Linked DNA regions of Zea mays: region 2 is linked to region 1. A link is a contact called in public Hi-C data. All regions are on one chromosome and are shown on one strand. Each heading gives the region's core, a stretch centred on a gene start, on an enhancer-like site or on the middle of the called end of the contact. The rest is flanking DNA. Distances are from core to core; before and after follow the strand shown. Region 1 overlaps LOC100194134. Region 2 holds the start of LOC100381789 (DNA topoisomerase 2).

Region 1 (7,538 bases), core at 3,324-5,823:
CTTGTGGCCGACGTTGGGGAAGAGGAGTCCCTTGGTGACGGCGATGTTGGCGGCGTCCTCGTCGTCGGAGGAGTTGCTTGAGCTTTCGTCGGAATCCCACTCCCGACAAATATGGGCATCGCCGCCCTTCTTCTTGTAGTACCTTTTCTTCTCCTTTCTTCTCTCCTTCTTGTCGTTGCCTCGGTCACTGTCACTAGATATGGGACATTTAGCAATAAAATGACCGGGCTTACCACATTTGTAGCAAACCTTCTTGGAGCGGGACTTGTAGTCTTTCCCCCTCCTTTGTTTGAGGATTTGGCGGAAGCTCTTGATGACGAGCGCCATTTCCTCATTGTCGAGCTTGGAGGCGTCGATTGGTTGTCTACTTGGTGTAGACTCCTCCTTCTTGTCCTCCGTTGCCTTGAAGGCTACCGGTTGCGCCTCGGATGTGGATGGTTCGTCAAGCTCGTTGATTTTCTTGGAGCCTTTGATCATGCATTCAAAGCTCACAAAATTCCCGATAACTTCCTCGGGGGTCATTTTAGTGTATCTAGGATTACCACGAATCAATTGAACTTGAGTGGGGTTAAGGAAAATGAGGGATCTTAGAATAACCTTAACCACCTCGTGGTCGTCCCACTTTATGCTCCCGAGGTTGCGCACTTGGTTCACCAAGGTTTTGAGCCGGTTGTACATGTCTTGTGGCTCTTCCCCTTGGCGAAGACGAAAACGACCGAGCTCCCCCTCGATCGTTTCCCGCTTGGTGATCTTGGTGAGTTCATCACCCTCGTGCGCCGTCTTGAGTAGGTCCCAAATCTCCTTTGCATTTTTCAACCCTTGCACTTTGTTGTATTCCTCCTTGCTTAGAGAGGCAAGGAGTATGGTTGTGGCTTGGGAGTTGAAGTGCTCGATTTGGACCACCTCATCCTCATCATAGTCCTCATCCCCTACTGACGGTACCTGTGCACCAAACTCAACAACATCCCATATGCTTTTGTGGAGCGAGGTTAGATGAAATCGCATTAAATCGCTCCACCTAGCGTAATCTTCACCATCAAAAGTTGGTGGTTTGCCTAATGGGACGGAAAGTAAAGGTGTATGTTTGGAAATGCGAGGGTAGTGTAGGGGGATCTTACTGTACTTCTTGCGCTCTTGGCGCTTAGAAGTGACGGAGGGCGCATCGGAGTCGGAGGTCGATGTTGATGAAGTGTCGGTCTCGTAGTAGACCACTTTCCTCATCCTCTTGTGCTTGTCTCCTTTCCGATGCGGCTTGTGGGAAGAAGATTTTTCCTTCTTCTCTTTGTGGTGAGAAGAGGGAGACTTTTTCTCCTTCCGTTTGGAGGAGTCCTTCTTCTTCTCCTTCCTCTTGGTGCGGGACTCTTCCGATGAAGTGCTCCCGTGGCTTGTAGTGGGCTTTTCGCCGGTCTCCATCTCCTTCTTGGCGTGATCTCCCGACATCACTTCGAGCGGTTAGGCTCTAATGAAGCACCGGGCTCTGATACCAATTGATAGTCGCCTAGAGGGGGGGTGAATAGGGCGAAACTGAAATTTACAAATATAAACACAACTACAAGCCGGGGTTAGCGTTAGTAATAAGGAACGAGTCCGCAAGAGAGGGCGCAAAACAAATCCCAAGCGAATAAGCAAGTGAGACACGGAGATTTGTTTTACCGAGGTTCGGTTCTTGCAAACCTACTCCCCGTTGAGGAGGCCACAAAGGCCGGGTCTCTTTCAACCCTTCCCTCTCTCAAACGATCCACGGATCGAGTGAGCTTCTCTTCTCAAATCAAAGCCGGGAACAAAACTTCCCCGCAAGGGCCACCACACAATTGGTGCCTCTTGCCTTGATTACAATGGAGTTTTGATCTCAAGAACAAGTGAGAAAGAAAAGAAGCAATCCAAGCGCAAGAGCTCAAATGAACACGGCAAATCACTCTCTCTAGTCACTAGGGCTTTGTGATGAATTGGAGAGGATTTGATCTCTTTGTATGTGTCTAGAATTGAATGCCTAGCTCTTGTAAGTGGTTGGGAAGTGGAAAACTTGGATGCAATGAATGGTGGGGTGGTTGGGGTATTTATAGCCCCAACCACCAAACTTGACCGTTGGCTGGGCTGTCTGTTCGATGGCGCACCGGACAGTCCGGTGCACACCGGACAGTCCGGTGCCCCCTGCCACGTCATCACTGCCGTTGGATTCTAACCGTTGGAGCTTCTGACTTGTGGGCCCGCCTGGGTGTCCGGTGCACACCGGACAGGTACTGTTTGTTGTCCGGTGTGCCAGCATGGGCGAGCCTGCCATCTGCGCGCGCAGAGCGCGCATTAAATGCGCGGCAGAGAGCCGTTGGCGCGGAGATAGCCGTTGCTCCGGAGTCGCACCGGACAGTCCGGTGAATTTTAGCGGACTAGCCGTTGGCGTTTCCCGAAGCTGGCGAGTTCCTGAGGCCGACCTCCCTTGGCGCACCGGACACTGTCCGGTGTACACCGGACAGTCCGGTGAATTATAGCCGAGTCGCCCTCAGAAATTCCCGAAGGTAGCAAGTTTGAATCAGAGTCCCCCTGGTGCACCGGACATGTCCGGTGGCGCACCGGACAGTCCGGTGCGCCAGACCAGGGGTGCCTTCGGTTGCCCCTTTGCTCCTTTGTTGAATCCAAAACTTGGTCTTTTTATTGGCTGAGTGTGAACCTTTTGCACCTGTATGATCTATACACTTGGGCAAACTAGTTAGTCCAATTATTTGTGTTAGGCAATTCAACCACCAAAATTATTTAGGAACTAGGTGTAAGCCTAATTCCCTTTCAATTTGAGCTAGCATATATTTCAAACTTATACTCTTGTAATCACTCCGATAAAATATTGTAAAATTTTTGTAACCTGTAAAATTTGGTAATAAGATTTCCGCTGCAAAAATGTTGTGTGTGTGATTGGTGTTACTTAATCCCGCGGTTCTGATTGTAAGTGGTTTATCTGATGTCCTTGGGGCAATCAGACGGATCCTATTAAGTTATCTGGTGCACATGCATGGCTGTCTGAGGTCTTTAAGACAAAGACAGGTGCATGTGGGCCCGATATCTTGGGAGGTTCTGCCACAGTAGCTCTGATGGCGACCGTTACTGTCCGTTGGCCTCCCTCTACGCGTGTATATATACGAAAGAGGTGAGTCTGTTCCTGGTGACGACAAGACAGTAGGCACGTACAGTCTCAGACGCGTTGCACACAGCCATTCCCGTCCCGCCTTCTGCGATCACAGACAGTGTGGGAGAGCAGGCCTCCGAAATCGTCCTCCGCAGAGAGACACTTGCACGGGTGTCCGTAGAGAGACTGCTCGCTTCGTCCGCTCGACCAGCACTGATCAAGTTCCTCGTCGCCGTCGCCGTTCGTGGAACTGCACTGCGTACATCTGCCTGCGTCGATTGTGTACGACTACATCGAACATACACACAAAATGTCTCGTGTGAATGGAGTCACTAATGCCTTGAGCATCGGTCCCTCCAGAAGGTACAATATGTTCTTTGAATTTGTGTATATTTTATTGTTGTTTACTGCTTATGTGAGTAGTGATACACATATGCACATACATGTCGTCATATACATCACTGTGATTTTCTAGATTAAATTAAAACTGAAAATGGCTATTTCTTCAACATTACGTACCTCACCTTTTTTGTTGCTCTTCCGATTCTTCGATCGAGATGGGTTTAGTTTGCCGTTATCGTTAGATTTTATGTGTTCCGGAATGTAACGTTAAACCAATTTAAGCCTTATTCGGTTATATGGGATGAAATTCCACCATGGATTTAATTCAGGTATAGATTGAGTGAATCCATACCTCACATCCAATCACGTGGTGGGATTTAATCCATGTGTATATCAAAGCTAGTTATTATTTTGATCCATGGATTCTAATGTAAATTTGTGCAATATTTTCATGGATTTGTTCCATACCTAATGAGCTATGGATAAAATCAATGTCTTACATAGTTTTAAAAAATCCTAAACCCTTGGGTTATATTCGATGATGAGTTTAACCAAATAAAAAAAATTAAGTAGACTTAGATTATTTGGGACATGAATTGTGACATGAATTTAATTCCAATTCATGCTAATCCAGAACTGAATTGGTGTAAACGAACAAAGTCTTATGAGACTTTCTTGTGGTACAGAATTAGTTAATCGATGCTTGAAGTGTCATTTCCGTTGTAGCAAAGGTATATCACACGGTGCAAACCTGTTGCCTAATTGGTCTTAGTTAATTGACTGATGGATTCTACGATAGGAGGATAAAAGGACAAGGTGTTTTCAGTATCAAATGCAGACCATACTTGCAATCTTTCTTGCGTTGCAGGCTAAGTGTTTGATCATATTAGCAATCTGCCTTGAATAGAAGAATCTAATGTTGTGCAAACAACAAACCTTGCCGACTAACAGCCTAGTCTTGCTGTATGCCTGAAGTTCGACATTCCCTTCCTTAACAGCAGACTACTGTTCCCTTATTGGTTTTGCTGTATGTCTTCAGTCAGCAGAGCACGAGGGTGAGGACGGACTTGCCAGGGCTGCGGCTCGAGCCTGACAGCAGCGGTGCTAGGTCACGGCCTGCAGTCCCCTCCGCGAGTGCGCCTAACTGCCTAAGCACAACATCCTAGCGCTGCTTGACTGGTGCGACGTGCCGACGTCTCTGGGAGCCGTGGCTCTGTTGTCTGATTGAGCTTTTAGTTGGGCGTCGCCTGCACATTGTGTAGCTAGGCTGTGTTGTCTGATGAAGCTATCTATCCCGGGAAGGCAAAACGGGGGTGAATGAATAAAAAAAAAGGGTCAACCTAGGCATCCTGCTTTGGCTCCTCACCGGCTAATCTTCTCCGTTGCTGGTGCTCAGCGACCTTGTAGTCCACGACCTCACGGAACAGGCCAGGGGTTAGCTCGCAGTCCTTGCTCCCGTAGACAGCCGCCTGGACGCTGGCCATCATCTTGGCTATCTCTCGTCCGGAGAAGCCCTGGGTCTTGGCCGCCGCCTCGCGGATCAGGTCGTCGGTGACGCCCTTCACCACGATCTTCTGGGGCTGGCGGCGGAAGAAACGGAGCCAGCTCTTCTCGCGCTTGTCGCCGGCTCTGATGACGTACTTGTCCAGGTATAGCTTCAGGAGCTTGAACCGCTCGTCTTCCCCGGGCAGGGGGAATTCCAGGACCTCGTCGATACGGTCGGCGACGGCCGAGTCGAGATCGCCAGGCCTGTTGGTGGCAAGCGCAAGGACGATGTCCTTGGACTGGTCGCCTGTGCGGAAGAGGAGAGCGTTCAGGGCACTCCTTTGAGCTTCGCTCATGTAAGTTTTGTTTCGTCTGTAGGGTACCCCAAAAAAAAAACAAAAACGGTCTGAGATGTCAACGCTACAGTTTGCAAGTTATGGGTGAGAAACTGAGCACTACTCGCACAAGAAAAAGTATCTGAAGATTTTGTTTGCACTTACTCGCACAAGAAAGCATCTGCTTCATCTATGAAGAGGAGCAAACCCCTGTTAGATTTCTTCGCCCAGTCAAACAACTGATGGATCTTGGTGACTGCTTGTGATCCTAATGGTGCAACATCTCCACCAGTCATTAGTGCATAATCTAATCCCTGCAAATGGTGGCAACATTTATTGGGGCAGCCGTATTTCAGACGGTTTTATTAATGCTGACATAGATATGGTCTATGAATGAAACATACAGAATTGCGAGCTAGTTCTCGTGCTGCCATGGTTTTCCCTGTGCCAGGAGGCCCATAGAAAAGCATGTTCCTGAAAGGAGCTTGATGAAGTTTCGTATTGGCTGTGGCATTAGCAAGCTGCTTCACTCTCTTCTGGAGAGAAGGATTTAGAATAACATCACCAAACCCATTCCCGTCCTTCCCTAGGTTGCTTCCACTCTTCAATTTGCTAGTCAGGGTACTTGTAGCACGTGATAGGGAACCAGACCAGGGATATTTCCCCCGTGATGACTCCCTTATCAGTGATGGCTGACCAAGAATACGATCAACATAGCCCCAGACTACTCTTGCACCCTCCCTGGGGAAAAATATGTGAATCTACGTAAGGGCATCAAGCAGAAAATAAAATCAGCAAAAAGGTCAGATTTACGTGAATGAATGAGAAATGAAAAAAAAAGGCACTCCAAAACAATCAACACAAAGGTTATGTTCGTTTGTGCAGATTCCTCTTGCATCATTTGAAATATACTCACTGACCTTAAAACAAAATGTGGTAGATATAAGAATCGTCAAAAGGGAAAAAAAGACAAATTTAAAAGAAATATGGCAACACAAAGGTTATGTTCATTTGTGCAAATTCCTCTTGCATCATGTGACTACTAGTATATCGCATAAGATGTAACTCTGGCACCACAATTGGTTTCATATTCATCATTGAGTTCAAATTTTGAGAGGTGGATACACAGCAGCAGTTTAATTCAGTAACTTATGAGCTCCAATGCAGAAGAAACACCAGAATTATGGTGAGTGAACCACACAACTAAAACAAGAAATTGAAACATAGATAACATGAACTTTACCTTGTGGTGTATATCCCTGCAGCAAGTGCTGTTACACCTCCCACTGCTACCACTAGCTTATTTTGATCAGTTAGTATCGTTCGCAAACCACCTGGGGAAAAAGGTAAAGAAGGAATGACGCAAAGGTGTCACAAAGTTTTATATGTCACCACTGATGTTTCATAATATAATAAGCACATAAAGACCCCTAACATCCCTAGGTTGAATACAACATAGGAGTAAACGGTCTGAGTAAAGTGACATTTGCTGGTACCCGTAGTATCCAAATACCAGTTTTAATTGCAAATAATAACTTTAGGTTTTATCAAATACCCAAGCTATTTGACACAAACTATTAGAAATAGTTTAAAAGGACTGCATAAAAAGGTCTAACAAAAAACTATTCACATAGTATGGCATACCTCCGATATGCTCAAAGGTTGTATTTATCACTTGGATCCACTTCTCCCTGTCAGCATTTATCTCCTCCAAAAGCAATCGCCTCTTCACATCTTCAGTTTGCTTTGTTACTAGTATTCTCCCCTCCGCCTCTGCCATGGCTTTCTTTGAAAGGGTCGCCTGCTCTAGATCAGCCCTTTGCCTCTCTGTCTGCCTCCGTTGTTCCTGGATTTGCTCCTCAGTCGCCCGCCTGATCTGCTCTAGCCTAATCCCAGATTCCTCTTGCATCTTCACGAGCTCTTGGTTTCTTAACCTTTGCGCCTCATGTTCAGCCTGCAGTCGCTTCCTCTTTAGCTCATCCTCATACTGAGCTGTCTGCGACTTAAATTTCGCTCGTTGTTGATCAAGTTTTTTTCTCTCTTCAAAATCCACTCGTTTTTGCTCCTGTGAAATGGCTCGTGTTACAAAATAAATTTGAGCACAATGTAATTCATGACTTGACAAAGCAAAAGCTATGTATAACGACTTGCAATTTAAAATGAAGTACTTAATATCACACCGTTTACTATGAGAACGAAACAATTACAATTTATACAAATGTAATAAGAGTATAAAACCCCTCCAGTAAAAAAAAACTATA
Region 2 (7,538 bases), core at 3,715-6,214, 180 kb before region 1:
GAGGTAGTAGTATTTACAAAACCATGCCTTGGTGCAACTGCAAAAGCCAATTCATAATACTAACCTTAAATCCCCTGTACCATGGGTGCATTGGTACAGTAGACTCTCCATTCAGCAATCGCCTGAGGTTAGCAAGAATGTCTCTTGGATTGTAGTTTGGAATATATGTGCTCCATCCAGTTCCAATTCCTTCACTACCATTGACCAAGACCATAGGAAGGATTGGCATATACCTAAGAAAAAGTGGGCTTGTCATTAGTTACACTATGAATACGTGAATGTGAAAAGCACAGATCATGCAAGCGCTAGCATTACCAGGTGGGTTCAATTGACTGCCCATCCTCATTCAGATAATTAAGAAGAATATCATCATCCTTCGGAAAAATTGAACGTGTGATATGAGACAGCTTGGTGAAGATGTACCTAGGACTCGCAGCATCCTTGCCCCCCTGGGATGGTATATAAGAATGTAAAACACACATGACAATACGTGTTATGTCATAACAATCATCTCGTAAGCACAAGCTTTTGCACTGTTATCTCACCTGAGCTCTGGTGCCAAACTGACCACTAGGGTACATAAGGTTGATGTTATTGCTGCCAACAAAGTTCTGAGCCATTCCAATAATTGTACCTGCTAAACTCTGCTCACCATGATGGTATGCTGAGTGTTCTGACACATAACCAGAGAACTGAGCCACCTGTGTTCAATAGAAATAGCAGCAAAAATAAATAAATAAACTCTGGATAATCTATAATGTAAAGAAGGTAAAAAAAGGCGCACCTTAGCTTCCTTAACAAAATTCCTCTTGAATGAGCAAAACAGAATTTTCCTCTGGCCTGGTTTAAGGCCGTCAACCATTGAAGGTATTGATCGCTGCAGGTCTGCCATTGAGAAGAGTATCAGCTCTTTGTTGATGAAATCGCTATACTTGACATGTTTGTCACGTTGGTCAATGTATGTCCCAGGCTGAAAATCAGTTTGCGCCGTTTAGTGTGGATCCAGCATAAAAAAACATGACAAACTGGGAAAAGATGCAAGTGCTAAACCTGAAAATTTGTAAGCCACTGTTTCCTATCAGCAATCCGTTTCTTGCTGAATGCTAATTCAATATGATTGCCATCTTGGTCATCTACCCAGAGAAAATCTTTTTTATGTTCAGTAATATCTTCGAAGTACTTTCGGCCTTCTTTGGCTGTGCTTGTTCCTAACCCCTGTACCAATAATGATCCGTTTAAATGATTGACAACATAATAATGATGACATCCTCAGCAAATGCCCACAGAAGAGTAAACAATAGGAACAAGCGGGGACAAGCAGACCTTGTAGTATTTTATAGTCCATGAACTTGCACTTGCTCCTAAATTATTTCTCCATTCTTCATACTCTGGCAACGTGTAGAATGACTTAGTAGTTTGGCCTCTGGTTGCCTGGACAAATGAGTATGAATTCAAGTATCATCATGGCAGTCAAACACATGTTTTACAAAAATTACAAATCTGTCAGGGAAAAAATGCCTGCGGTGCTCATTACTAAAGGATCAAGAATAAAAGTTAAAAATGCATAAAAATATGCCCAAAGATAAACCCCAACTGTTATATACCTTGATAATTGGAGTAATGAACTCAACCAAGAAAGATGGAACTTTAAGAAGTGATGGCCAGAATGAGTGAATGAAATTGATCAGCAACCCTTTGATGTGGGAACCATCGTGATCCTGAAGTTTGTTTGTCAAAGCATGAGCAGACAAAACTTGAGTTTGATTGGTTGATATAGAATTGGAGCTATATGCCAAACCTGATCTGTCATTATCATGAGATGGCCGTATCTCAAACCTTTGGTGCTATCATACTGCTTTCCATGCTGCAAACCAAGGATTTGCTTTATGTTCTGAATTTCAGCGTTGTCCATTATCTGCTTGTGGTTTGCCTCTCTGACATTCAATAGTTTTCCCCTGAGAGGAAATACACCATAGTAATCTCTCCCTACAACAGCTATGCCCGACATCTGCAGAGGGGGGAGTGAGTGTCTCATGATTTCAGTTCGATATTTGAGGTATACACTGTTATATAGAAACTATGCATTACTCACAGCAAGAGCTTTTGCAGAGTCACCCTCAGTCAGAATCAAGGTGCACTTGTGAGAGTCCTTCCCACCAGCTTCATTTGCATCCTCAAGCTTAGGGATGCCAGAAATTCTTGACTTCTTGCTTCCATCAGTCTTCTTTAATTCTTTGCTAAGTTTGAAATCAGCCCAAGAGAGGACATTATCGATTACACTAGATTTCTCAACTGCAATCATTCAAAGTGAGTGTTAGCATTAATTGAGAAGCAAAAATCTGATGACAAACTGTAATGTTCTGCATGGCATACCTTTCTTGAGGAAATCACTAGAAAGCTCACACTTTGACCCAAAGCTTCCCTGACGAGTGGTCAAGGTCTCCTTGGTCTGTGAATCAAAGGCCGGATTGTCAATCAGCGCATTGACAAAGACCCACAAATGGCTCTTCACATTGTGTAGCTTCATGTTTGCATTCTTGTTTTTCTTATTCACAAAAGCCATCACATGGGTGGCAATTTGATTGGTGACATAATCAACATGAGTTCCACCCCTTATGGTGGCAATTCTGTTGACAAAGCTGACCTGCAATAGCAGAACAAGTTTTTATGATGCAAGTGTAACCACAAAACAACAAGCAGCTCTCACATAACAAGTAACCCAATATATTACCTGCTGAAACTGCCCTTCGCTTTGACTAACACACACTTCCCACCGATCATTTACTTGCTCATAAATCCTGAAAGAATAAACCAAGTGTGAATGATCAGATACAGCCCAAAAAAGTTTTGTTTGTCGACATCACCAAAACTTCATGTATGTACAAAGCTAATACAGACTTTTTGAAATTATCAGGTCTGTCACAGTTAGCACTCTTCATATACAGGTCGACATAATCACAGAAGCTCTTTATGGGCACCCTGTGCCCATCCAACTCAACCTTCACTGTTTTGCCAAGAGTGCCTGCCATATCAACCACTCTCTTCCTCATGAGGGCTACAACATCATCTTCGAGATGGATCATGTTGAACTTGGCAAGATCAGGCTTGAAGGTGACCCTGGTCCAGTTCTCGCCCTGCTTGCACTTGGTAATCTGGGGCTCTGACTTCTTCCCCATGTTTTCAGAGAAAACCTGCATTTGAATTCAAGAAGGAACTTCACACTCGGTACCATGGTGGCATGGTTATTAAAGCGATAAATCGTTGAAGCACTCATGAGTATTTTTTGACTTTAAAACGTTTAAGCGAGCTTTAAAACGTCTTTTTAAACAACATGGACAAAATATCAATGTAACATAAGTTCACATAATAATATCAAGGGAAATACCAACCTCCCATAATAACAAGTTCTAAGATGACACGTCCATAATCACAAGCACACAATCAACTAAAACCACAAGTTCTAAAATGGCATGTGACAACCACAAGCACACAATCAACTAAAATGGCATGCCCACAACAACAATGACAGAAGTGTCACTCTCAATCCCCCTTCCATTTATGATTTCTCAGTAATCATCATCCAAATCATCAATATCAGTAACCATCATCTCAATCTCCCTTTCTTGCTGCGGCGGATGACAGGCACAAGGGCGCAGAGGCGACAGGCGGGTGTTTATACGCCTAAAGCTAGTGCTTTACGCTTTTTGTGAAACGTTTTAGTGCTTCAGGCACTTAGCAGCGTTTTGACGCTTAAAAGACGCTTAAGCGACTTTTTAATAACCACGCTCAGTATCTTGAAATTTGACCTGCCCCCATAACATGTGTAGGCTGAATCAGTTCATATTGACAATGCCACTCAACAAGTAACGAATTGTGTCATGCTGATCCAAAACATTACTAGCCAATGCCAGAACAATTAAATATGAAATTTCGTCACAACTTTGGCATATAACACAAAACAACAAGAGTTCAGTACTAAATTGAAAAGGAGTCTTATTCTTAGGTATCATTAGGACAAAATTTATGAACTCATTCACTTCTAAACCTTAAGCAAATCAAAAGAGAAGCTGTACTGAACTGCTGAAAAAAATTGTGCACTCGAATGCTTTATCCACCAGATTTTAAACTGATAACAGAAGGCACTTACTTCTAATAATCATATCAACTATAGAATCTCGAGTACAAAAACAAGTAGCTAATATGTTTTGCCAGATCTACTCCATTTCGAAACAAATCCACAGCGGAAATATGGCAAATCAAAAGGGCAAGATACAGCCAAAACATGTCACCTGCTTGTACTTCTTTTGGCGACGTCCATCAGCGGTCTCGATGACGAACTCCGTGGAGAAGATGTTAGTGAGTTTGGCGCCGTATCCGTTCCTCCCGCCGGTTGTCTTCTTCTCGTTGTCGTTGTAGTTGCTACTGGTGAGGAGGTGGCCGAAAATCATCTCTGGCACGTAGACGCCCTCCTCCTGGTGGACCTCGACGGGTATCCCGTCGCCGTTGTTGTATACGGAGATGGAGCAGCCGTCGACGTCGATCTCGACGCGGAGCGCGTCCATCTTGGGATCCCGCTGCTTGTTGTCGGCGGCGTTGACGAGGATCTCGTCGAAGATCTTGTAGAGTCCAGGGACGTAGGTGACGGAGCGGTTCACCATGGCGCCGTCCTCGTAGACCCAGAGCGTCTGGGTATGCTTCTCCACCGAGCCAATGTAGGTGTCAGGGCGCAGCAGGATGTGCTCCAGCTGCGTCTTCTTCTGGTACATTTCCTCGATGGTCTTGCCCCCGCCGCCGGCGGCGGCGTTGTGGCCGGAGCTGGAGTGTAAGGGACCCGTCATGGCGGCGATGCGCTGCACACGGAGGTCGTGTGCCTGCGCAGCTGCGGTAGGGTTGAGGGGTGCGTGAGGCGTTGGGGTCTTGGGGATTGGGGATCTGGGGCTAGAAAGCAATGGGGGTTGAGGGGTGTTTATCGAAGCCGAAGGGCAACGGTGCTGTCCTTCTGGGATTCGAAATTTGAATTTGGGGTGCGTGAGGCGGGAGGCGGCGGACTAGGGGACGGATGGTGGGACCAGTGGATGAGGGATCGCGCGGTGGAATTTTTTAACTTAGGGTTGATTTGATGATCCGGGATCACAAAGGATTAAGGGAAAAATTAGTTTATTTCCCATTCAATTACCTTCAATCCATATGTAATCACTTTGTCACCAAATCAAACTTTAACGGTTATGTGCCTCTTAATTTATAAGACTCCTATTAAAAATCTAAAAGTGCGTCCACAATCCATCGCTCCCAAGCTCCACCACCACGCACCCATCCGCTGCGTCCCTCCCCTCGCAGCAAATTTCTCATCTCAGAACGTGACTAAAAGGCATTAATTATTGTGAATAATGACTACATTATTCATATTAATTAATCGATGTTTGCTACACAAAGGAAGAGAAGAGAGCAAATGAAGTAAAATCCTACTTTAGTCCCTTTTAATAACCCTTTGTGACTAATGAACTAAGGCTGTCCGCAGCGCATGCCGCGCCCTTCCCCCTCCCCTTGCACTGTGTACATTTAGGGTAACGAGATGGGTGCAGCGGCCACCCCTAAACCTTCCCCTACAAGCAACAGTGGTAGCGCTGGGAGCAGTGCTCCGCTAGATGTGGAGGGCTGTGGCAAGCCCTCTAAACACTGTGCTTATACTGTTGAATTAATTGTTAGTAGAATAAAAATTGATAATAAATGAAAAATAGGTGTAGTAAATGATATTTTATAGTTGTAGTGGGGTATAGGGGAAGTATTTAGAGGGAACCGCTGCGGGAGATTGAAAAGCAGGGGATGGAATATTGATGATGTGACACAAAAAAGTGATATAGGGGGAAAATTTTAGGGGAAACCGCTGCAGATAGCCTAAAATTTAGTTATCCCACTTTAGTTATCATGCTTGCTTTTTTAGTGACTAAAATTAAACCAAAGATATACATGTGCAAGGCTGGTCATAAACAAAAACTTTGAATTGGAGTGGAGTTTCAAATACTCCAAAAATATCATGGTATTTAAAACATAGTTTTTTCAATGTAGACAAACACCACTCGGCAAAAAATATTATGGTATTCTTTGGTACCATGGTTTTATCTCAAAACTCTAAAAGTAATTTGCTTCCAAACACCCCTTAAACTTCACACTTACATGCTATTTGGTTGGGTTTTTTTGTCCGTAATCAGTTTGCATCGTTATCGGATCACATTGTTTCCTGTTTGGTTGCTTTTGACGGTAACAGACCACGCTGTTAACAGATACGACGCAGTACAAATGGGCATACCGCTCGCCTTCATGTGGTATCCGATCTCGTACACAAGTGAGAAGGAAGTTCCCATAAACAAACAATCACGGGCTTCAGTTACATTTTCTCAGATCACGGTTGTAACCATTCCATTATCGCTTACATTCACACGGTCGTAACTAAACAGCACCTTAGACTGACTACAACATGAGCCAGGTAAATCAAGCAGCCACCCGAACTTTATGCATATGACACGTGTTTCCAACAGCACAGGCAAAAAGACAGTCCAATAAATCAAACACATGGTGAGGTCAAGTAGTCAGACACAAACGAAGAAAATGGTTGCTCGCTACAGTGCAAGCTATTTTACCTTTCATCGTCTCTCTTCCCATCCTTTTTGCCTGCCTCGATTGGTTGTCCCGTTGGAAACAGTTTTATGCTGCTACAATAGCTCGTGGGCAGCTATTTTAGCTTTGCCTGGACATTTGGCTGCTGTCGACGTTTCGAGACAGGGGGGTCCCTAAGCCGACGAGTGAGTGTGCTGCGTGCCCCAGCCCAGATGGGTCGAGCGCGTGGGCGAGCGCGAAGGGGGGAGAGGCGAGGTGGCCGGAGTCGAGCGTGAGAGAGGTGGAAGTCCCGCGGCCTTCGTGTTCGTCCCGCGCCCAGGTCAGGTGCGCTTGCAGTAGGGGGGTTACAAGCGTCCACGCGGGTGAGGGAAGCGAGCGGCCCCAAGAGAGCGCCTGTCTCGTCCTCGGTCCCGCGCGGCCAACCTTCTCTAAGAAGGCCCTGGTCCTTCCTTTTATAGTCGTAAGGAGAGGATCCAGGTGTACAATGGGGGGTGTAGCAGAGTGCTACGTGTCTAGCGGAGAGAGAGCTAGCGCCCTAGGTACATGCCAATGTGGCAGCCGGAGAGGTCTTGGCACCTTGCTGGCGTGATGTCGTGGCTGTCGGAGGTGCGACGGAGCCTGGCGGAGGGACAGCTGTTGGAGCGGTCGAGTCCTTGCTGACGTCGCCCTGCTTCCGTAAGAGAGCTGGGGGCCGCCGTCGTCACAGAGCTTGTGGAGCGCCATCATTGCCCATCCGGCGGAGCTGGCCGGATGGGACGCCGGTCTTGTTCTCCGTGACCCGAGTCGATTCGGGGTAGGATGATGATGGCGCTTCCTGTTGACGTGGCGGGTCTGTGCCCTAGGCAGGGTGACGCGGGGGCTCCTCCGAAGCCGAGGTTGAGACTGTCCTCTGTTGCCGAGGCCGAGCCCGAGCCATGGGGTCG

What was found. Hi-C and Micro-C count contacts between places; a contact is called where the count stands out from the background.
Region 2: a contact with region 1 is called in a Hi-C map of endosperm, with 2.7 times the contacts expected there. The contact joins the promoter of LOC100381789 here to the enhancer-like site in region 1.

Annotation. Positions count from the first base shown.
Region 1 is chr4:163,537,791-163,545,328 of Zm-B73-REFERENCE-NAM-5.0, reverse strand. It overlaps LOC100194134, which reads right to left. Exons shown (of 7, transcript NM_001139186.2): 3 at 6,922-7,342; 4 at 6,521-6,611; 5 at 5,682-6,018; 6 at 5,443-5,591; 7 at 4,301-5,314. The coding sequence ends at 4,798. Among protein-coding and RNA genes, the nearest start is that of LOC100194134, 7.7 kb to the right of the region's middle. Within about 2 kb of position 4,573, at least 19 of the 20 cell types and tissues checked have an H3K27ac peak or open chromatin away from gene starts, as enhancers often do. A contact at or near this core is called in endosperm, where this site is marked.
Region 2 is chr4:163,717,915-163,725,452 of Zm-B73-REFERENCE-NAM-5.0, reverse strand. It overlaps LOC100381789 (DNA topoisomerase 2), which reads right to left and starts at 4,964. Exons shown (of 22, transcript NM_001321354.1): 1 at 4,290-4,964; 2 at 2,899-3,191; 3 at 2,732-2,798; 4 at 2,374-2,644; 5 at 2,093-2,292; 6 at 1,799-2,008; 7 at 1,605-1,718; 8 at 1,324-1,431; 9 at 1,051-1,215; 10 at 785-970; 11 at 546-701; 12 at 316-449; 13 at 65-233. The coding sequence starts at 4,838.